Regions from separate parts of the Mus musculus genome. Here region 1 is linked to region 2. A link is a contact called in public HiChIP or PLAC-seq data. All regions are on one chromosome and are shown on one strand. Each heading gives the region's core, a stretch centred on a gene start, on an enhancer-like site or on the middle of the called end of the contact. The rest is flanking DNA. Distances are from core to core; before and after follow the strand shown. Region 1 has its middle 92 kb from the start of Dtwd1. Region 2 holds the start of Fgf7 (fibroblast growth factor 7).

Region 1 (6,824 bases), core at 3,587-6,086, 210 kb after region 2:
TGGCTACACAAACAAGACCCAACATTTTGCTGTTTACAGGAGACACATCTCAGAGAAAAAGATAGACACTACCTCAGAATAAAAGGATGGAAAACAATTTTCCAAGCAAATGGTATGAAGAAACAAGCTGGAGTAGCCATCCTAATATCTGATAAGATTGACTTCCAACCCAAAGTCATCAAAAAAGACAAGGAGGGGCACTTTGTTCTCATCAAAGGTAAAATCCTCCAAGAGGAACTCTCAATTCTGAATATCTATGCGCCAAATACAAGGGCAGCCACATTCATTAAAGAAACTTTAGTAAAGCTCAAAGCACACATTGCACCTCACACAATAATAGTGGGAGACTTCAACACACCACTTTCACCAATGGACAGATCATGGAAACAGAAACTAAACAGGGACACAGTGAAACTAACAGAAGTGATGAAACAAATGGATCTGACAGATATCTACAGAACATTTTATCCTAAAACAAAAGGATATACCTTCTTCTCAGCAACTCATGGTACCTTCTCCAAAATTGACCACGTAATAGGTCACAAAACAGGCCTCAACAGATTCAAAAATATTGAAATTGTCCCATGTATCCTATCAGATCACCATGCACTAAGGCTGATCTTCAATAACAAAAAAAATAACAGAAAGCCAACACTCACGTGGAAACTGAACAACACTCTTCTCAATGATACCTTGGTCAAGGAAGGAATAAAGAAAGAAATTAAAGACTTTTTAGAGTTTAATGAAAATGAAGCCACAACGTACCCAAACCTTTGGGACACAATGAAAGCATTTCTAAGAGGGAAACTCATAGCTCTGAGTGCCTCCATGAAGGAAACGGGAGAGAGCACATACTAGCAGCTTGACAACACATCTAAAAGCTCTAGAAAAAAAGGAAGCAAATTCACCCAAGAGGAGTAGACGGCAGGAAATAATCAAACTCAGGGGTGAAATCAACCAAGTGGAAACAAGAAGAACTATTCAAAGAATTAACCAAACGAGGAGTTGGTTCTTTGAGAAAATCAACAAGATAGATAAACCCTTAGCTAGACTCACTAGAGGGCACAGGGACAAAATCCTAATTAACAAAATCAGAACTGAAAGGGAGACATAACAACAGATCCTGAAGAAATCCAAAACACCATCAGATCCTTCTACAAAAGGCTATACTCAACAAAACTGGAAAACCTGGACAAAATGGACAAATTTCTGGACAGATACCAGGTACCAAAGTTGAATCAGGATCAAGTTGACCTTCTAAACAGTCCCATATCCCCTAAAGAAATAGAAGCAGTTATAAATAGTCTCCCAGCCAAAAAAAGCCCAGGACCAGACGGGTTTAGTGCAGAGTTCTATCAGACCTTCAAAGAAGATCTAATTCCAGTTCTGCACAAACTTTTTCACAAGATAGAAGTAGAAAGTACTCTACCCAACTCATTTTATGAAGCCACTATTACTCTGATACCTAAACCACAGAAAGATCCAACAAAGATAGAGAATTCAGACCAATTTCTCTTATGAATATCGATGCAAAAATCCTCAATAAAATTCTCGCTAACCGAATCCAAGAACACATTAAAGCAATCATCCATCCTGACCAAGTAGGTTTTATTCCAGGAATGCAGGGATGGTTTAATATACGAAAATCCATCAATGTAATCCACTATATAAACAAACTCAAAGACAAAAACCACATGATCATCTCGTTGGATGCAGAAAAAGCATTTGACAAGATCCAACACCCATTCATGATAAAAGTTCTGGAAAGATCAGGAATTCAAGGCCCATACCTAAACATGATAAAAGCAGTCTACAGCAAACCAGTAGCCAACATCAAAGTAAATGGAGAGAAGCTGGAAGCAATCCCACTAAAATCAGGGACTAGACAAGGCTGCCCACTTTCTCCCTACCTTTTCAACATAGTACTTGAAGTATTAGCCAGAGCAATTCGACAACAAAAGGAGATCAAGGAGATACAAATTGGAAAGGAGGAAGTCAAAATATCACTTTTTGCAGATGATATGATAGTATATATAAGTGACCCTAAAAATTCCACCAGAGAACTCCTAAACCTGATAAACAGCTTCGGTGAAGTAGCTGGATATAAAATTAACTCAAACAAGTCAATGGCCTTTCTCTACACAAAGAATAAACAGGCTGAGAAAGAAATTAGGGAAACAACACCCTTCTCAATAGTCACAAATAATATAAAATATCTCGGCGTGACTCTAACTAAGAAAGTGAAAGATATGTATGATAAAAACTTCAAGTCTCTGAAGAAAGAAATTAAAGAAGATCTCAGAAGATGGAAAGATCTCCCATGCTCATGGATTGGCAGAATCAACATTGTAAAAATGGCTATCTTGCCAAAAGCAATCTACAGATTCAATGCAATCCCCATCAAAATTCCAACTCAATTCTTCAACGAATTAAAAGGAGCAATTTGCAAATTCATCTGGAATAACAAAAAACCTAGGATAGCAAAAACTCTTCTCAAGGATAAAAGAACCTCTGGTGGAATCACCATGCCTGACCTAAAGCTTTACTACAGAGCAATTGTGGTAAAAACTGCATGGTACTGGTATAGAGACAGACAAGTAGACCAATGGAATAGAATTGAAGACCCAGAAATGAACCCACACACCTATGGGCACTTGATCTTCGACAAGGGAGCTAAAACCATCCAGTGGAAGAAAGACAGCATTTTCAACAAATGGTGCTGGCACAACTGGTTGTTATCATGTAGAAGAATGGGAATCGATCCATACTTATCTCCTTGTACTAAGGTCAAATCTAAATGGATCAAAGAACTTCACATAAAACCAGAGACACTGAAACTTATAGAGGAGAAAGTGGGGAAAAGCCTTGAAGATATGGGCACAGGGAAAAAATTCCTGAACAGAACAGCAATGGCTTGTGCTGTAAGATCGAGAATTGACAAATGGGACCTAATGAAACTCCAAAGTTTCTGCAAGGCAAAAGACACCGTCAATAAGACAAAGAGACCACCAACAGATTGGGAAAGGATCTTTACCTATCCTAAATCAGATAGGGGACTAATATCCAACATATATAAAGAACTCAAGAAGGTGGACTTCAGAAAATCAAACAACCCCATTAAAAAATGGGGCTCAGAACTGAACAAAGAATTCTCACCTGAGGAATACCGAATGGCAGAGAAGCACCTGAAAAAATGTTCAACATCCTTAATCATCAGGGAAATGCAAATCAAAACAACCCTGAGATTCCACCTCACACCAGTGAGAATGTCTAAGATCAAAAATTCAGGTGACAGCAGATGCTGGCGAGGATGTGGAGAAAGAGGAACACTCCTCCATTGTTGGTGGGATTGCAGGCTTGTACAACCACTCTGGAAATCCGTCTGGCGGTTCCTCAGAAAATTGGACATAGTACTACCGGAGGATCCAGCAATACCTCTCCTGGGCATATATCCAGAAGATGCCCCAACTGGTAAGAAGGACACATGCTCCACTATGTTCATAGCAGCCTTATTTATAATAGCCAGAAGCTGGAAAGAACCCAGATGCCCCTCAACAGAGGAATGGATACAGAAAATGTGGTACATCTACACAATGGAGTACTACTCAGCTATTAAAAAGAACGAATTTATGAAATTCCTAGCCAAATGGATGGACCTGGAGGGCATCATCCTGAGTGAGGTAACACATTCACAAAGGAACTCACACAATATGTACTCACTGATAAGTGGATATTAGCCCAAAACCTAGGATACCCAAGATATAAGATACAATTTCCTAAACACATGAAACTGAAGAAAAATGAAGACTGAAGTGTGGACACTATGCCCCTCCTTAGAAGTGGGAACAAAACACCCTTGGAAGGAGTTACAGAGACAAAGTTTGGAGCTAAGATGAAAGGATGGACCATGTAGAGACTGCCTTATCCAGGGATCCACCCCATAATCAGCATCCAAACGCTGACACCATTGCATACACTAGCAAGATTTTATCGAAAGGACCCAGATGTAGCTGTCTCTTGTGAGACTATGCCGGGGCCTAGCAAACACAGAAGTGGATGCCCACAGTCAGCTAATGGATGGATTACAGGTCTCCCAATGGAGGAGCTAGAGAAAGTACCCAAGGAGCTAAAGGGATCTGCAACCCTATAGGTGGATCAACATTATGAACTAACCAGTACCCCAGAGCTCTTGACTCTAGCTGCATATGTATCAAAAGATGGCCTAGTCGGCCATCACTGGAAAGAGAGGCCCATTGGACACACAAACTTTATATGCCCCAGAACAGGGGAACGCCAGGGCCAAAAAGGGGGAGTGGGCGGGTAGGGGAGTGGGGGTGGGTGGGTATGGGGGACTTTTGGTATAGCATTGGAAATGTAAATGAGCTAAATCCCTAATAAAAAATGGAAAGAAAAAAATAATAAAATAAAGTCCTGGGGTGTTGCGGTGAAAAAATAAAATAAAATAAAATTCCAAGCCATCAAAAAAAAAAAAAAAAGAATGTATATATATATATATATATGTATTCCTTGTGAACCCTTTGTCAAATAATTATATACATCTGTTTCTTTGGGGTTGGCTTCTGGGAATTTAATGTGTTTCTCTTTGGGCCAAGTTACCATGTCTGTTTCTGTTTGTAAAAACTATCTTTTCTTAGATTCTGTATATCTGATAAAATAGTTACTCAAGACTTTGCCTACTGGTTTCCTGCAGGATATGACTCTTATCCATGAGACTGGCTAAGAGGTTATTTTCCCAAAGCTTGTATTTAGGAGCATGCAAAAGTCTCAGTTGTCAAGCTGATTTTTCAAGTTGATCAGTTTCTTTTTCAGGAATTCACAATCTCTTGCTCCCCCTTGTGTCTCCCGAGGTTTTGCAAGGATTTTCATCATGGATTAACAAACTGTCTTGCTCTCCCTTGTTCTCAGTGATAACCATGCTTCTGATTTAAGTCAGTTTACTATCACTGCCTAATGTCAGGTGAGAGAGATACAAGCCCTTTGTGTGAGCCTCCAAAAAGTCGGAATGACAGGCCTACACTCTGACCCTTTCCCTCCCTCCTGATGGAGAAGCGTTGGGTTATACATGTCACCACCATGCTGAACCATGTATCACCCCTACTATGTTTTTATTCTATGAACCCCCGTACATACATGTGTCTGTTCTTCAGCACTTGAGTGATGCACAACTAAATCAGTCTCCCAGAAGTCCTCTGAGAAAGTCAAAACGTTGACCTGATTTTGCTAAGACATTGCTTTCCAATGCTGATCTGTGCTGGTTTAGGTGGTGCATAAACCACTTAAACCATTTCAGTGTAGCTGTTCTCATACCCATGTTTGCTCGGGGTACTACAAATCTTCGGATTCTAGAATTCCCATAAAAGCACCTTCACTCATGTATCATTAAGTCAGCATTCCAAGGAGACCAAGAAGTAACTAACCATTACAAGTCTGTCATCTTACTGACATCACACACACACACACACACACACACACACACACACACATCAAGCCAATATTTGAATGCCTAAAGACTCCAAACTCCAAGTAGGTATCCTACTAATGAACATGAAAGAAACAGATTGTTGGAACCCATAAGTTCTTGTTTCTAGACATGTTCAAGAAGAGGGGCAAAGGCAGAAGAAATAGCCACCAAACTTCAACACTGAACAGTAGGCAATGAATGGGAAGTCTACAGCTTACCAACCAACCAACAAACAAACAAACAAAAACCAACAAAACAAAAACCTCAGGGAGGATCCAGCCTCGGACTGCTACGGAAAGTCAGCATCCTTGTCCATCCTGATGGCACATGTTCATCTTGATGGCATGTGTCCTGACAAATAAAGTGGGATTGTGGCTTACAGCCCAGAAACATTTGATCTCTCTCAGTGTGTTCACAGACTAAATGTTGGACATAAGTGTGGCCATGAGGAAGAATTGCTGGTACTTTCACAGTCAGCTCAGGATTCTTTCAATAGTCCTATTTCATAAGCTTTCATGCCTCTTCTAGTAATGAATTGTCTTGTTTTCCAGTCGTAGACACCTTACCAATTGTCCTAGTTAGCTTTCAACTTGACACAGCTTAGTGTCATTTGAGAGTAAAGCCTCAACTAAGATCAAATTTAGGCTTGTGATGAACTGTTTTGATTATTAGCTGATGAATCAAGGCCCATCCCACTTTAGGCAGCATTATCCCTTGGCTGGTGGTCCTGGGCTGTGTAAGAAAATGAACCAATAAACAGCATCCTTCCATGGCTTCTACTTCCAGGTTCCTGCCTTGATTTCACTCAACGATGGACTGTGACCCAGAAGTGTGAGTCAAACCAACCCTTTCCTCGCCATGTTCCCTTTAGTCACAATGTTTCATTTCAGCATCAGAGTGAAGCTAGAGCACTCAGGGGAATATCTGAGCCATGATGTAGGTGGAACAGCATGTCAAGAAAGAGATCGGTATCGTAGTGGTAGGGCTATCCTTAAGTGACTGTTGGCCTCATCTCCTAAAGACTCACTTGCAGAACAGAAATGATGAGAGCATCCTTTTGTATCTGAAAGACTGCAAGGACTCTTGTCAAGCCTGTGCACAGGATGCCAAGGTGAGCCTGTCTTCCCCACATAAAGGTCTCTCTCTGAGCATGAGAAGAGTGAATGCAGAGGGATTTCCAGATGATATTGTGCAATTTTTTTTGCTTTGCTGATTTTTCTCCCCATCTCAGCTTAGTCAAAAATTTAGAGCATTGATTTCATTTCCCAGAAAATGCATGCTTCTTTCCCCAAACACTTGTCCCTTGGCAGGAGAGAGAACTGACGCAGACACAAAACCTGAA
Region 2 (7,436 bases), core at 4,502-7,001:
TGTGTGTATGTGTGACTGCGTGTGTGAGTGTGTGTGTGCTGTGTGTGTGTGAGTGTGTGTGTGAGTGTCTGTGTGAGTGTGTGTGTGCTGTGTGTGTGTGAGTGTCTGTGTGAGTGGGTGTGTGCTGTGTGTGTGAGAGTGTGTGTGTGCTGTGTGTGTGAGTGTGTGTGTGCTGTGTGTGTGTGTGCTGTGTGTGTGTTGTGTGTGTGTGAGTGAGTGGGTATGTGCTGTGTGTGTGAGTGTGTGTGTGCTGTGTGTGTGTGAGTGTCTGTGTGAGTGGGTGTGTGCTGTGTGTATGTGTGACTGCGTGTGTGAGTGTGTGTGTGCTGTGTGTGTGTGAGTGTGTGTGTGTGAGTGTGCTGTGTGTGTGTGAGTGGGTATGTGCTGTGTGTGTGTGAGTGTCTGTGTGAGTGTGTGTGTGCTGTGTGTGTGTGAGTGTCTGTGTGAGTGGGTGTGTGCTGTGTGTGTGAATGTGTGTGTGCTGTGTGTGTGTGAGTGGGTGTGTGCTGTGTGTGTGTGAGTGTGTGTGTGCTGTGTGTGTGTGAGTGGGTGTGTGCTGTTGTGTGTGAGTGTGTGTGAGTGGGTGTGTGCTGTGTGTGTGTGAGTGGTGTGCATGCCTGTTGACCCTGTGTGTGTGGAGGTTGATGTAAAGTATTGTCCTCTATCACAGTCTACCTCATTTTTGAGACAGGGTCTTCTTTTCTTGATCCTCAGGTTGGAGAAGCCTTTTTGTTAGATTAGCTGGTGGTGAGCTCCAGGGACCCTTTGGTATTCACACCAGCGTGTGAGTAATGTCTCTTTTTGCCTTATTTAGCTTTTACATGTGTGATGAGGATCTGAGACCATGACTCCACACATGTATAGGTAGACTTTTGCCCACAGAGCCATCACCAAGGCCCCACTCTTTTTTTTTAAAATTAGATGTTTTCTTTATTTACATTTCAAATGCTATCCCCTTTCCTAGTTTCCAAAAAAATCTTCTATCCCCTCCACCCTCCCTCCGATCCCCAACCCACCCACTCTCACTTCCTGGCCCTGGCATTCCCCTGTACTGGGGCATAGAATCTTCACAATACCTAAGGCCTGTCCTCCCATTGATGGCAGACTAGGCCATCTTCTGCTACATATGCAGCTAGAGACACAAGCTCTGGGGGGTACTGGTTAGTTCTTATTGTTGTTCCTCCTATAGGGCTGCAGACTCCTTCAGCTCCTTGGGTACTTTCTCTAGCTCCTTCATTAGGTACCCTGTGTTCCATCCAATAGATGACTGTGAGCATCCAGTCCTGTATTTGCCAGGCACTGGCATAGCCTCACAGGAGACAGCTATATCAGGGTCCAAGGTATTATATTTTAAACAAAATGCATAACACAACATGGGAACAGTTTTCCTTTTGTACTAAATACTGCCGGATATTGTTAAAATGTATTTCTGTTTTCACTTTCCATACTCTTGTATAACCAGTTCATTTTAAGGAAGTCAAAAGTTTACAGTCAGTGTAGAGAGGGGCATCTACACTCCCTTGGATTTGGGCTATGGCCTTCCTCACACCATCTTCCTTAGGGCAACAAAAGACAGCACTGTGCATCCATTGTCACAGTCAAGCCTCCTGACCCACTCTTACTCTTGTGTTACCTACCACCCAGCTTTGCCCTCAGTGTGTCTGCACCTTTGTTTCCATCCCTGCTGCTACCATCCTAGTGCAAGGAGTGATCTCTGACTTGGGTTTCAATCATAGTCATAGCAGTGGGTGGCTTACATTTTAGTCATTCTCCAGATGACCAAAAGGTACGTCTCGTGGGGGTTTCAGAATGGTGTCTAACACACACACACACACACACACACACACACACACACACACACACACAGAAGCTTTAACAGCTAGGGACAAATCTCAAAAACATGTTGCTTTCACCACGGAACTTCCTTCTTACGCTCTGTGATCCATTGTATTTCCATCCCCAGACACAATAAACTCACGTTCACCTCAGAATGTGGTTTCCTTTGAAACCTTTATCTAGAACCCTCTGCCTTCTGATTTCTTCTTACTGCTCAGCTCCTGGCGTACATAATGGCTCTTTCCAAAGCCTTCCTGTGACCCCATTCCAATCACTTTTATCCTTTCTGCTGTTTGCTATGATCGTCAGACTACAATTCGGTAAATTCATAACATAGTTTGAAGATTTTAAATTTAGATTAGTATTTCAGAGAGTTTTTTTGTTTGTTTGTTTGGTTGGTTGGTTTTTGTTTGTTTGTTTTTTCTGAGTTTTTACAAAATTAAACGAAGCCATTTTGTTACAGACTCAGGGATAGAAAGGCTCAAATGGCATTTGTATACTGAGATATTTACAAGTTGAGTCACAGGCACACCGCAATGCTGAACATATGACTCACACTTTACATCTTCTGTGCAGTTAGTGTTTAGATGTTACAGCATTGTGCCAAAGGCAAACGAGCTGTTTATAGGATTAAGGACCTCAGGGATTGCTCCATCCTGGTTTTCCTCCCGAGTTTACTATCTTTAACCAGGTCCGTCTTGTTTGGAAAGACAGGTCTGTCTTCCTGTGTCCTATTCTTTTTAAATGAACCTAAGTTTCTTCTGTAGTATACACAGTTCCTAATGTCAAGTTGTATCTGCCAAGCTTCAGGCCTCTCTCTTTGCTTAGCCTCTTGCTTGTGATCATTAGCCTGGGCCTTCTTTCCGTTCTTGGAATTTAAGCTCTTGGCTTCCCCGCCCCTTACCATCCCCAGATCCCTGTTTATACTGTGCTCTCACTGGAATGCACGCTTTGCAAAGGCAGGGATCACTTCCAAGATACTCACCATTGTGTCTTCAGAGGGCTAACCTAGCATCTGGCAGCACAGAGTTATTGAATAAATATTTGTTCAATGGATGAATCAAGATGATAAGTAAGACTGGTTGCACAGTATGATCCAGAGTCAAGACTGAATTTATATATTGAAACCACACAGGAAATGATGAAGACAAATCTAGTGTGGGGTTAGTTGTAGAAATGTGGATGGAATAGTTTGGAACAATGTCAGATGTAAGGCACAACATATACATAGTCATTTTTATAAGTAGAATTCAACCTTGTCCCAATTTCAAGAGTGTCTATCCTACCTGGAACCAGAAGACAGATGTCTAGACAGCTTTTGGAAAATAGCCCTACAGCTATATTTGTATACCATAAAATGACATATTTATAACTGCATTCATTATAATAGTTCCACAGTAAAATATATGGGTAAAAATGAAATGTTCATAGAGGTTGGCTATGCACATTGAGATATACCCATTCAATGGAATAGCATGCAGTGTAGAGAGTGAGTGAGCTTTCTAAATGCTGAGATAGGAGATTTTGTATTTTTACTAAATAAAAAGCAACATGTATAACTCTCTCTCTCTCTCTCTCTCTCTCTCTCTCTCTCTCTCTCTCGTGTGTGTGATAATACTTCTTTGTATGTAAAAGAACAGGGTATAAAATTCTCCTGTATATATGTGTATAGCTTTTGTGTTTAAGCATGGTAAAAATGTAAACTGAAATATAAAATTCCATAAGTCAAAGTTTCTATCATTTGTCTCTCCACAGAATGAAGGCTGTGATGAAGACTGGTTAGGAAAAGCTAGGAAGTTCATATAGCAACTGACTGCATCAAAGAAGTTCTATGAGTTTTTCAATGATTTTCAATGCAAATTTATTTTAAATATCTTTATTTTTGTATTTGAAATACAAATTCCCAAACACGAGGGGCAAGGGCGACACACTTCTTCTTTTTGAGATACGCTTCTATTTGAAGCTTTTCAGGTGACAACATTAATCTTTAAAAGTCAATAGATGTAGATCCTTTTCTTATGGATTTACAATGCACAAGGTGGAGATATTTTCAACTAAGGATGAAGCTACCGTTATCTGGAAAGAGCACAGAGCAGGGAACTCTGCTGCTCTCTTCTGTATGTGCTTTACAGTAAGGACAGAGGATGTCTGCCACTGGGTAACTCACAAGGACAAAGAGAGCAGCTGTCCTACAGATAGCTGAACCGCTAGCCTAATGAGAACCATTGCTAACAAGTAAGGGTCTCAAGGACAGGAATGAAATTCCCCACCCCGTCTTGGTCCCATCACTGGAAAGTAATCAATAACTTCGAAAGGAATTTAAACTGATACAATTTCCTGCCTGACTGTAACCTGCTCAGTGACATTCCTCAGAGAGTCATTTTATACCTTGGCTCCAACATTGCGAACACTCCCTCCCCTGCACATTGTAAAGAGACTGGGCATTCTGTAGTGTGCACTGAGAACTGACTGCATAACCTCCATTTCTCTATGGAACGTCAACTCGTAAGAATTCTGAATCTGCTCATTACTAATGTCCCCGCCCCCGGATGGTGGGATATCACTAAGAACATCATCATACCTTCTGTCCTTTCCTATTCCTCCCTGGGAGAAAAATCATGGGATGTTCTGAACTCTCTGGCTTTAAATAGATACAGTTATAGAACAGCACACCCTCCTCTGCTTTGAAAGCCTAGTGCTTTAATATTTCATGAATCGAAGACAACTGTGTATGTTTGAAATATGGGGTGCTGTTGACTCTGCCCTCTGTAAGCACAATGGGAAAGGGAAGAACAATCACATCCAAATGATTCAATTTTGGGTCTCTGTCTCTATTTGGTCTACCTGCACCACCTGGTGGTAGTGTATGTTAAGTGCGAAGTTGTGTGTGTGTCTCTCTCTCTCTCTCTCTGTGTGTGTGTGTGTGTTTTGCAGGTACAAGGAAAAGAGAATTTTAATGTATGTATTCTTAAATATTCATTTAGGGTGGTGATACGATGGCTCCATACTAAGTGTAAGATACAGACAGTCACAGTCTTGCTCAGTACAGGATAGGCACAAGCTCAGGCTGGAAAGCAAAAGGACTCTCTTGTATCCATTAGCTATTGGCCTTATTATTCCTGGAATTATCAGTTATTTTTTATGCTATTGCTCTCAGGAAGGCACAAGTCAAATACTAAGGTGAAACCATTTTTCTAAAAGAATGATAGTTTTGCAAATTATGTGTCCTTTGCTTCTGTGTGTCATCCTTTGAAATAAATCACAAGACAGGATGTTAAAACGGCAGCACACCCTAGCCTGATTAGACGTGGCCATTGATTTGATACCTGAAGCAGCAGCTGAGCCATGGGGAAGTAAGGGATGGAGCCAAGGCCACACTGTTTGTTAGAATCCCAGTCCGGTAAGAAACTAGGTCTTCTCAGCCTAAAGACTCACACCCAATTGTGCAAGATCTGTGAAAAGATGTGTCCTTGCCTAGGGATACCTGCTTTCAGGCCCTGAGCCTTGGGTTGCTCTAGTGCTCTGAATTTGAAGGACTAAAAACATACCCTCACTTACCAACCTCCTCCGTGCCAATGTATTGTAAAGATCATCTAACATTTAAGAAGCCCTTATATATGTTGTAGGGACATATGTTTTTCACAGACTGTACAGCTTCTGTGTTTAAAAGGTCTAACATTTTCCTTTCTCTTTGTAACGGCTTGGGAATCAGAGGTCTGTTTCCACAGCGTGAATGCCCACTTGTGGATTTAAGCCGAAGCCGTGTCCACAGCTCCCCCTTACGACCACTCAACAGTGTACAAGCCTCCTAATTCTGCTGTTTTAGACAACGAACAGCTCACTGGTTAAGTTTTAATTGCTTCCAATGAGGTCAGCAAAGGTATTTATTGAAAATCTCTGAATAAAAGGCTCCACGCACTCACACAAGCGCACGCGCTCACACACGGAGAAAATCCTTTTGCCTGTTGATTTATGGAAACAATTATGATTCTGCTGGGGGATTTCTCAGCTGAGAAATAGTTTGTAGCTACAGTAGAGAGGCTCAAGTTGCACGAGGCAGACAGCAGACACGGAACTCTTGTGTACCCAGCTGTTCCAAACAGAACAAGTAAGTTACTGTTATTTGTCTTTAAAACAATGCTCTTTTCTGAAAGATTTTCTCTTTCTGTGGTTATTGTCCTGGGGTGGGGTCAGGGGGGAAAGACTTTTGAGCTGTGAAAATATCTACAGAAATTGTGCTGTAGTACGGACGGATGGAAGGAGACTCTTGAGGTTCTCCAGGGCAATCCTGACACTTAACTTGAAAAATCTGGGTAGTTTAAGGGAAAATAATTATAAAGCACAAATGTAAAAGCATAGACTAATGAATTCCAGGGAATTCAACTTCAACTTTGTCGATAGAGGCTGTAAAACTTGATTTAACTCAATAGCTGTGAGTACACAGTGTTTCCTGACAAGATAGCAACTGGAATGAATGGTGTGGTTTTCTTGTGGTGTCTCCTCACTAACGCATAGCGCTTCTGAATCTATGTGCAGAGTGGCAGAGATGCTCACGTCCTCTGTGGGAGCTGTTTTAAACGTGCTTTCAACATTTAACTACACTGACATGTTAGACTATCTAACTACTGAAATTTATACATACAATTTTTTTTATCTCCCTCTCCTCTCCCCCTCCCCATTCCTAATCTCTCTCTTCGAGCAGAAGTCAAGGAGCAACCGCACTGCAGCAACTGGCCTTGTCACGACCTGTTTCTATAAGGATATACCTATCAGCTGTGTTCCTGAAGGAGGAATCGTGTTATTGGTATCAGAAGCTAAAAGATAAGGTTAACAGTTTGGAAAGAGCGACGACTTTTTCTCTCATCAATCTCCAGTTCACAAATAGGAGGAGGCCCATGACCTAGGAGTAGCAATCAACGCAAGATTCAATTCTCATTATGTTATTCATGAACACCCGGGGCACTACACTATAATGCGCAAATGGATACTGACACGGATCCTGCCAACTCTGCTCTACAGATCATGCTTCCACCTCGTCTGTCTAGTGGGCACTATATCTCTAGCTTGCAATGACATGAGTCCGGAGCAAACGGCTACGAGTGTGAACTGTTCCAGCCCCGAGCGACACACCAGAAGTTATGACTACATGGAAGGAGGGGATATAAGGGTGAGAAGACTGTTCTGTCGCACCCAGTGGTACCTGAGGATTGACAAACGAGGCAAAGTGAAAGGGACCCAGGAGATGAAGAACAGCTACAGTAAGTGATGCCTTTATCACAGCCCTGCTTAGCTCTTTAAGGTTTGTCTAAGGTTCACTTTCCAGTGCTGTGTTCTCCTTTCCTATGGGGGCAAAAAAAAAAAATCAGTGTCATATATCAAGTCCTAATTTTTCTACCTTGGGATTTCTGCACTAACTCCCTAAAATATCTCTGGTAATAGGGCAAGTGTCCTCACCTTATGGTTGGAACTGATATAGTTGGAAAATACTCTGTGGCTTAAATCCAAACTACTGGTTAGTAAGAAACCATGTCAGTGAGCACGCATGCTCATGTGTGATTGTTTCCCTAGCAAAGCTCAGCAGCGGTGTGCATAGAGCTCTC

What was found. HiChIP or PLAC-seq counts read pairs in DNA pulled down with a chosen protein or histone mark.
Region 1: an H3K27ac HiChIP or PLAC-seq map of the NIH/3T3 cell line shows a contact between it and region 2, with 4 times the contacts expected there. The contact joins the enhancer-like site here to the promoter of Fgf7 in region 2. A contact is called at or near these places in 16 of 39 promoter capture datasets (the 3T3-L1 cell line, 3T3-L1-derived adipocytes, the C10 cell line and 12 more), 10 of 484 Hi-C or Micro-C datasets (the 3T3-L1 cell line, 3T3-L1-derived adipocytes, the C2C12 cell line and 5 more), 3 of 115 datasets of contacts at active chromatin or transcription factors (the NIH/3T3 cell line, embryonic fibroblasts and heart atrium) and 1 of 9 other capture datasets (adipose tissue).

What each region holds. Positions count from the first base shown.
Region 1 is chr2:126,240,800-126,247,623 of GRCm38.p6, forward strand. No RefSeq gene overlaps it. Among named protein-coding and RNA genes, the nearest start is that of Dtwd1, 92 kb to the left of the region's middle. Within about 2 kb of position 4,837, at least 6 of the 459 cell types and tissues checked have an H3K27ac peak or open chromatin away from gene starts, as enhancers often do. A contact at or near this core is called in the NIH/3T3 cell line and cancer-associated fibroblasts, where this site is marked.
Region 2 is chr2:126,028,907-126,036,342 of GRCm38.p6, forward strand. Fgf7 (fibroblast growth factor 7) reads left to right here and starts at 5,752. Exons shown (of 4, transcript NM_008008.4): 1 at 5,752-5,944; 2 at 6,539-7,094. The coding sequence starts at 6,809. The region is part of intron 11 of Fam227b (family with sequence similarity 227, member B); the gene reads right to left.